Regions from separate parts of the Rattus norvegicus genome. Here region 1 is linked to region 2. Evidence: chromatin contacts called from public Hi-C data. All regions are on one chromosome and are shown on one strand. The core of a region is the stretch at or near the end of the contact, and the rest is flanking DNA. Distances in the headings are between cores, read along the strand shown. Region 1 overlaps Tram1 (translocation associated membrane protein 1). Region 2 overlaps Xkr9 (XK related 9).

Region 1 (4,476 bases), core at 252-2,751, 120 kb before region 2:
TCTGGAGAAGTGCCATCTGGCAGCAACCGATAAGAAAGAGCTCTAGGAGCTAAAGGAACGACTGCTTTGAAAAGTCCCTTTTTTGCTCACCAGGGTCAGTGCACAAGAGATAGACTTGGATCAATAATGAAATCCAAAGGTATTATTCCCACAGGTATGCAGACACCTAAAGAGAGCTTATAGTAGTTGAGCCCTGTCCAGTAGCCAATCATCAAGAAACTATGATAGTCTCTAGACTGTTGTCCAACAAAGCTTTTCACAATTACACCAACGTTCCCTAATCTGTCCAATTCACAAATAGTGGCACACACATCTATCACTTCCCCTTAGTCAGGAGAGACTGAGGAAGGAAGATCATGAGTTACAAACCAGACTAGGGCCACACAGAAAAACCATGTTTAAAAATGTGTGTGTGTGTGTGTGTGTGTGCGTGTGTGTGCGTGTGTGTGTGTGTATCTTCTATACAAAAGGACAGTTGTGAGCCTCACAGGGATAAGGGGCGTTGAATACGGCTAGTGTAACTATGAAGTAAAACTGTGTTACTTTCATTTCTCTCCTGTGGCTGGCAGCTCCTGTTTTGCACAGCCCAGCCCCAGAAGACCCAAGTCTCACACGAGGAGCTCACCAGACAGGGAAGGGCTCCTGGAAATTGTGGGCCTAATAATTTTTCAGACATTCCAAAAAACGAGTGCCCTCACCTTAATTTGTCTGATCAACTGGCAAAGCATTGCTCTTTATAAAACAACACCATGTGCCAGAGTCCGTGGCTCCTACTTTGGTAGTTTGCTCATCAATCCTAGCAGACGCCTGGCACACGCACAGACCAGAGGGGAAAGGCCTATGTGTACTACATGCTTTTTAAAGACTATCTGTGGACTTTAGCAGGGAAGAGATAAATCTGTCAGTAAGTGGTTGTGATAAATGCACTTAGGAAAACTTCTTAAAGGGAGCTAAGACCAAACCTTCTTTCTGTGGCAAGTGTAAGCCACATAACCAACAAAAAGTAAAATGTACCCACGTGCAGCTAACTTCAGCTCAGTCATTCATACAAGACAGGAACTGTATCTTCCGATCCCTCCGTACACATTTGCCCTTCCCTGATATTACTTTCAAGTGAAGCCCACGTGGGTTGCTTATTATTATTACTCTTATTAAACTACTCCTACACAAGAATAAAGAACTATTGGACTAACTTCTCGTAGGGGAAAGGTAATCCTGACAGAGCAGCCTTCACATGGGAAGTGTAAGGCAAAGTGTACAGAATGGAGAGGGGAGGTTACAGAGGAAAGCACCCACCTACCCCACCCCAGCACAGTGCAGTGAGGCTGGGCAGGTTCTGTGGAGCCAGGAGAAGGAGTGGGGCGGTGACTGTGTACAGCTGGTGACTGACCCCAGCTTCCAGAAAGGGGGCATGGAGGGCTCCAGTAGTTGATCCACTTCTCTGAGCACAGGCCTCTCCCACAGGCTTGGAGAGGACTGCCCCACCCACCCCTCTCAGGAAGGGCTTCCCTGGTGAAAATTTAACTGCAGTTTACTTTGTCAACACAGATTTCTTCTTTTAGGCTTACATACAGAACTGCTAGTTGAAATTCAACTAGTTACTTGTGAAATAAATTGCTAAAAGATAAAAAACAGTAAGAGGAAGCTAACACATTAAAAAAAAGTTGGTTAAGTTTTAATTTAAATTACCACTAATTTAAAAGTGAGCAATCAGCCAAATGTAAAAGTTTAACAACATCAGAAGTGGATTGTTTTTTTTTTTAAAGAAATAGTTGGGAGTTTTAAATTCTGAATGAGGGGGAGGTGGAACACAGAAACAGAGCTGAGGCCAAGGGCACAGGCACATTCAGGGCTAACAATGACACACACACACACACACACACACACACACACACACACACACACACACTCACTCACACACACACACACTCACACTCTCTCTCTCTCTCCCTCCCCCTCTCCTCTCTCTCTAAGAGAGGGTGTGTTTCTCTGTGTAGCCCTGGCTGTCCTGGAACTCACTCTGTAGCCCAGGCTAGCCTCAAAGGCAGAGATCTGCCTGCCTCTGCCTCCCGAGTGCTGGGACTAATGGCGTGCACCACCACTGCCCAGCAACAAGCCAAACTTTTAAAGTTAAAGAACAAAATATTACAGATCCAGCTTACTTTTTTGGTTTTCTGGAAGTAGAGTTCAGGGAATGCATGGAGCCAATACGCCAACTGGGATATGTAGAAAAACTTCATTTGAAATCTGAGGAAGTAAAAATATAGAATTTAAGAACAAAACAAAGAAAACAAAGAACAACCAAAAACCAAAGACGTGCCAGAGCCCAGGAGAGGGTGGGTGGCTGAGCTGTTGCTGTCACCCATACAGCGCCTGCCCGTCTTTAGGTGGCCCTTTAGCAGCCGGCTCGCACACTTTCCCCACCATTCAGTCAACTGTGTCATTGCAAAAACGGGCAAAGCCACAGCATGCAGAACTTGAACCCCTTGTCTGTCCATTACCTAAGGACAGATCTACAAAGCTTCACACATCAACAGGGAAATGGGGCAAAAAGGCCACCCAGTGTCACAAGGAAACCCACTATCTCAGCTAGGGCAAAGCAATGGCCCAACAAGTCACTGGAAGTGGGCATGCTTCCCTTAGTGAGCTATTACTTCTGCCTGGCTGCAACAGGGAAGAATGCAGACAAATGGAAACAGAGGCAGGAAAGGCAGAGCTGAGGCTGGGAGGGCTCCTGGGAGCCCGTCTTGGACTCGGCAGTCTCCTCTGTATACCACATGCCTCTGCCTCTTCTGCCTGGTCATCTTCTCCCTCTTCCCTGAGTGTAGAGTGGGAGAGCCAACCTGACACCATTTCTAGAAGACACACGGCTGCATGTATGACTCAGAAAGGGGCTGCATGTATGACTCAGAAAGCGTTTAAAACAGGTATGCTCATGGGCACGTGACAACCTTGCTTTGTGAATTTTTCTCTAGATTTTAGACCACCAAATATGCGATGAGAACTGTCTAGGTTGGAAGTGCCTAGAGCTTCCCAAGTAGAAAGAAGAGAGACAGCTCCATTGTTGAGAGAAGTACACAGTCTTGACGGGGAGGGCACAAAGCAGGACTCACATCTGTGGGATGGTTAGAAACAACCTAAATTATTTGCAGATGCTACATAAATATAAACCAGACAGACCATGCTGGATGCAAGGGCCTCCTTGCTGGCAAAGCAGCAGGGTAAATTCTCATGCAGCAGGGAACTGCGTCACCCTGACAAGAAGCTCCTGGAAGCAATATATACACATTCAGGATGCAAGCAAGAAGAAGAACCCCAGCCTTAGAATCTGATTGAACTGAGCAGAAATGAAGGAATAAGAGAAGCAGGGGGTAAGGAACGAAAAGAAAGAGACCACAGACTGAACTGAGAACAGGACCCCTGTTGAAGGAATCAGAGAAAGAACTGGAAGAGCTTGAAGGGGCTCGAGACCCCAATATGAACAACAATGCCAACCAACCAGAGCTTCCAGGGACTAAGCCACTACCTAAAGACTATACATGGACTGACCCTGGACTCTGACCTCATAGGTAGCAATGAATATCCTAGTAAGAGCACCAGTGGAAGGGGAAGCCCTGGGTCCTGCTAAGACTGATCCCCCAGTGAATGTGATTGTTGGGGGGAGGGCGGCAATGGGGGGAGGATGGGGAGGGGAACACCCATAAAGAAGGGGAGGGGGAGGGGTTAGGGGGATGTTGGCCCGTAAACCGGGAAAGGGAATAACATTCGAAATGTAAATAAGAAATACTCAAGTTAATAATAATAAAAAAAAAAAAAGAAAGAAAGAAAGAAAGAGAGCACAGAAGAATGTAGACGTGCCGATGGGAAGGATAAAGGTGCGAGAAAGAGATCACCCAGTAAGATTGTTAAAATCAGGGGCTGAGAGTTGGCTGAGCACTCATGAGCACAGGCTGCTCCCCCAGAGGACCTGGGCTTGATTCGAAGCCCCTCTCAATGGCGGTTTACAACCAGCCAAAACTCCAGCCCCAGGGGATCGAAAGCCTTCTCCCACTTTCTCTGGCACCAGCCACATGGAGGTGCACATACATACGTGCAGGCACAACAGTCACACATAAAATACTCTTTTTAAAATGTGTTACGATCAGTTGTCTCGGGTTGGCAAAGGTAACAGACAGACAGGAACAGCACTCAGCTCTTTCTCCTCATGCCAGTCGGGGTGATGCCGCCGCCATCCTAGGCTGCGGGCGATGCACCACTGCACGTGTTATGAAGGCTAGGGGAGAACCACACCAGTGGACCCCACTTGTCTGAAAAGAAGTCTTTAGTTAAGAAAGGCCAGTAAAAAATAACTTACGTCATCAGGTTATGGGGATACGCTCTCCACAGGATCGTCGGGTCTGAGATATAGTTTTCCTAAGAGACAGGAAGGATAATTACCTGTGAGTACCATGAAAACATTTACAGTTCCTCACAAAA
Region 2 (4,879 bases), core at 937-3,436:
CTCTATCTTTAGTGGTGTTGAAGTCCCAATCTGGGTGGTTAAGTAAAGCCAGGAACAATAGCTGCTGTGTGAGTTCCCCGGTGGGGCCAGGAACCAGTTTTCTGGCCTCTGTGGTGAAGAGAACTTGTAAGAGCTTTTCGAAATCATCTCAAGTAGGCAGATGGGTGAAGAGGACTGTCTCTAAGAGAGTTATCAAGTCTTGAGGGTTGCCTGAAAGACGGAGACTTCTGAGCTCTCTAGTTAAAAACGTCACTAGTAGCAACGGGCCAATAGTGATGAGGTTGGTTTCTCAACCACACAAGGGCAGTACCAGACAGACTCAGGCTCGGAAAAGCCAATCTTATCTATGCTTTATCTTTGGGCAGAGGGACTTGGGGTGGGGTGGGGTGGGGTGGGGATGAGGCAGAGCCTGGAAGAATTTAGTCTGTAGCCCTCCTGGGTTGCCTGCCATCCCAACACAGTATATTGTCTTGATTATTAAGGCTCTGGGTAGGTGGCTACACTGAGTGCCCCAAGGCACAAGGAAGGGAGTGGTTTTCAGCGGGCGGAGACTACATCTGTTCTGACAGTGAGAGAGCCCTTCTCCTGGCACGAAGGGTAACCATTCATTGAGCAAAATAAGTGGCCCTGAGGCTGTTCTAAGGTCCAGTGAGGGAGATATCTGTCCCCTGGGGGCCTCTACCTGCCCAGTGCTCTCTGGAAGCTGCTCTCTCCACTCCGGATGGATGGATGGATCGTACCTGGGAAGTAGACTGTGAGAGTCAGCCGTTTCACTAAAGGACTGAAGTATTCTTAGGCGACCCTTCCATTGAAAACATGGCATTATATAAGATACTTAAAAACCTTTCCTAAATGCCAAATATCGGATGCAACATATGGAAGAGTCCTGAAAGTGGGAATGCCCTGGGACTGACCAGGATTCACAAGGCGTTTGTACCCTGAGGGCTTTTCTGAGTCTCACACATATGATATTCAGTTTTGGTGACTTCCTAGAGTATGGAAGACAGAACTCAAGTGTGAAGGAAGGCAAATGTTAATTACAGGAAGTATGAAATGCTCTAAAAGAAGACAATATAGTTACTGAGAGGTTAAAAGACAAGGCTCAAACCGATACAAGCCCTACTGACATAGTTGTGATAAAGTGAACACTGAGGATTTTTTACCAAACACCATTTTGTTTCTCTTTTGGAGAGTTGGATGAAGAGGGACTGGAGGAAAACTGCGTTTCTGTGTGCCACCTTTTCCTTTTTTCTGAATGGAAAGTGGGTGAGCAGTATCCACTTGGGATAAACTCAGACTGTGTTTTGTGTAGAATTATGACAGTGCGTGCCAGAGGGACAGCTAGGGGAGCTCCGAGGGAAGTCTTCTGGGGGTTGTAGCTCAGTGTCAAGGGAGCTAGAGCAAGGGACTTCTGGGTTCTTTAAGATTTGTAGAACTTAAAAAAAAAAGATTTGTAGAACTTTTTAAACCATGTGTATACGTTAATTTGGTGGAGATTAAAGCCAGGCATGGCAGTGTACACTTGTAATCCCAGCACTCAGGAGCTGGAGGCACACAGTTTACCGTGAGTTTAAACTATGCTGGACTACATAGTGAGATCTGTCTCACAAAACAAAACAAAACAAATCCATGCAAATAAATGCCCCAGTATAAAAATACATCACATGGGCAGGAAAGATGGGTTAGCAGTTAAGAGCACTTACTGCTCTTACCCAGGGTCCAGGTTCACATTCTAGAAGCCATGTGATCATCCCTAACTCTAGTTCCAGGAGATCCAATGCCCTCTTCTGGCCTCCACAGGCACCAGGCACATGTAGGCAAAACAGTCATCGATACAAGATTGAAAACATAAAAAAAAGCAAAAAACGAAAACTAGACAATTTAGGAGAAGTATTATAATTAAAGAGTAGGAGAAAAGTTAAGTCAAGATCCTGAGTGTTTTGTGCCAAAATCAAGAGAGGAGAAAGATGTTTGTAAGGAGATTCATCAAGAGACATCACTGGAGATCTGGCTGTGCACATGACCTCAGATACTGCATACACAAAGGGACTCATACTCTATTCTCTGCGACTCTCTTTCTGGTTTCCCTTATATTTGCTTCCCTTTTTAAACCATCCTCTGCTTTGACAGTGAGGTAGCAATGACTTGTATTTCCAGAACAGTAATGACCTTTCGCTCTGCGCTGGGACAAAATAGGTAATGGTGCCAAACCTGTGGAGCTTTGTGAATTTCAGAGCCTGTTTGGTCATGTGACTCAGGGTCTGTGAGTTCTGAAAAGTTATTTTGTCAATGATTTACACTTATAAATTTTCTTTTTAACTGTCTCGTTATCCATTAAGCTATCTCCCAGTGGATTAGGTATGGGAATAAGGTTAAAGCCAAAGAGTGTAGAAAACCAAGACGTACAATTGTAGTGTTTAGTCAAAGTATTATTTACTGAATCTATTCAGGATAATTCTAAAGTAGTATGACACAGTTGATTAGCACACCAACAAATCTCAGACCCATCACTTTCCAGCCTGACGAGTGTCGAATAATATATTTCTTCAAACCTCAGCTGCACTAGTACAATGTGGGAATCTCGAAGAGTTAGTCACATAAGCTACCTGATATGTTGGTGTGTGTTTACACTGTACAGCATGCACGGCACACGCTACTTTACTATTACTGTTACTAAGATCACTGTCCCCACTCCTAAACCAATGTGTCTTTTTTCTTTTGTAGACATGGTCATCATGGTTTCCTGCTGTGCTATTTCTTGGTCAACTGTCGACTATCAAATAGCTTTAAGAAAATCATTGCCTGATAAAAATCTCCTCAGAGGATTCTGGCCCAAGCTCACGTATCTCTTCTACAAGTTGTTTACCTTGTTATCCTGGATGCTGAGTGTTGTACTTCTGCTCTTTGTGGATGTGAGGACTGTTCTGCTTCTGCTCTTATTTCTGTGGACTGTAGGCTTCATATGGGCATTTATAAATCACACTCAGTTTTGCAATTCTCTAAGTATGGAGTTCTTATACAGGCTGGTGGTTGGATTCATCCTTGTGTTCACGTTTTTTAATATCAAGGGGCAGAATACCAAATGTCCAATGTCTTGCTATTACACTGTAAGGGTGCTTGGCACCCTGGGAATCTTGACTGTGTTCTGGATTTACCCTCTCTCTATTTTTAACTCTGACTATTTTATCCCTATCAGTGCCACCATCGTTCTCTCTCTTCTATTTGGGATTATTTTTCTTGGTGTGTATTATGGAACTTATCACCCAAATATAAATGCAGGGACACAACACGACGAACCTGATGGAAAAGCACCTCAGAGAGATTGTAGAATAAGATATTTTCTAATGGACTAAGTTGTGAATTTATGAGAAATGTCTTTTTTTTTTCATTGCCTAGTAAAGAAAATGTCTGTCATATGTACATGCTGTTACTTAGTTTGTCACTTCTGACTTGAAATGAGTTATGGTACATGGTGAATGAGAAGATAATATTTTAAGGATTAAAATAATTTCTTCTTTGTGTTGCCAAGGATTAGGCCCTGTGCATGTTATCCCACCACTGAGTTGCAACCCCAGCCATCTCGCTGGTTTCAAAAGTCTTGAGTATTGAGGTAGTTACTATTCCATCAAGCGAATAAACAGTGAGGCCCATAGTGAGCTTCTCTCCAGCTTTGTCCTCATCGTTCCTAGGACCACTGTCCCCATTGTGGACAACTGCAAGAGGAGGGAAGGACTAGAGCATCTTGTTTCCCCCACCTCTACTCTCTTCAGTCAGCACAGGGCTTTTGAGTTGGAACCGGGGTGATAAAGGGATGGAGGACTATGAAAGCAAACTCTTAGGGTACCCTTACACGAACTTCCTAACTGAGAGACCCAAAGCAGAATCTTAGAAGACTGAAAATTCATTGTTTACTGATTGTACAGTGCTATAGACACATTTTAATGAGTATAGAGTAATTATACACAACAATGGATGTCATTATGTCATACATGACATTATATACTTCAGTCATATTCACCCTGCTTCCTTTCTTGCTCCACCCCTAGTCCTGCTGACCCATCCTTCCCACCTAGCTCCCCTACTTTCACATCTCAGTTTTTGATTCTAAAGCTCAATGAGTTTCAATGTGGTTGTTTACGTGAGCATTGGCAATTTATGTCTCTCTCTTCTAATCAACCATTGACTGACTGTAAATCTTTAGTGGGTCTGGGCCTCTCCACTCTCTCTCCTCACTCCATGACATTGCTGATGGTCTCAGTTTCCTGTAGATAGTTGTGAGTTCAATACATCAGCCACATAACTCCTGAAAGTGAACATTCCACCTCACCCCACTACCCCGCCCCCACCTGCAGCTCTTCCATTCCTTCTGACCCTTCTTTCAGGCTGGTCCCTGAGCCTTGGAGGGGTGACACTGATGTCCCATTACAGCTGGGTACTCAACAGTCATTCATTCTCAGTACTTGACCAGTTATCTGTCTTGGCAGTCACCAGCGAGCACTGCATAAAGAAGCTTCTCTGAGGAAAGCTGATTGCAGCGACGAACTATCAACATGGGCATTTGGAAGGTGACTGACTGATGGGCACAGCACACCTATGGACTGAGATAGCAGTTGCAGCTTCCTTAGGGGCTACCATGTGCCCCAGCTGCAGGCTTGTAACTGGGCTTCCAAAACCAGCTGTGTAATCCCTCTTGTGGAACACGGATCAAATCTTCTTGATATAATATGTCTTTAGTATCTCTGAGAAGTAGTTTTGACTCAGATTTTTCCATTAATTTGGTCACTTTACATCTCAATCACAGTCCCCCTTTCCTCCCATTCCTCCCCCACAAGCCCCTCCCCTTTGCCCTCTCTTCTCTGAGGAGAAGGCTCCTGTTTAC

Evidence for each region. Hi-C and Micro-C count contacts between places; a contact is called where the count stands out from the background.
Region 1: a contact with region 2 is called in a Hi-C map of liver, with 6 times the contacts expected there. The contact joins two enhancer-like sites. A contact is called at or near these places in 2 of 12 Hi-C or Micro-C datasets (kidney and liver).

Annotation. Positions count from the first base shown.
Region 1 is chr5:10,436,731-10,441,206 of GRCr8, reverse strand. It overlaps Tram1 (translocation associated membrane protein 1), which reads right to left. Exons shown (of 11, transcript NM_001007701.1): 5 at 4,355-4,413; 6 at 2,163-2,247. Among named protein-coding and RNA genes, the nearest start is that of Tram1, 13 kb to the right of the region's middle. Within about 2 kb of position 1,501, at least 6 of the 93 cell types and tissues checked have an H3K27ac peak or open chromatin away from gene starts, as enhancers often do. A contact at or near this core is called in liver, where this site is marked.
Region 2 is chr5:10,315,283-10,320,161 of GRCr8, reverse strand. Xkr9 (XK related 9) reads left to right here. Exons shown (of 4, transcript NM_001012229.1): 4 at 2,725-3,652. The coding sequence ends at 3,353. Among named protein-coding and RNA genes, the nearest start is that of Xkr9, 28 kb to the left of the region's middle. Within about 2 kb of position 2,186, at least 1 of the 93 cell types and tissues checked has an H3K27ac peak or open chromatin away from gene starts, as enhancers often do. A contact at or near this core is called in liver, where this site is marked.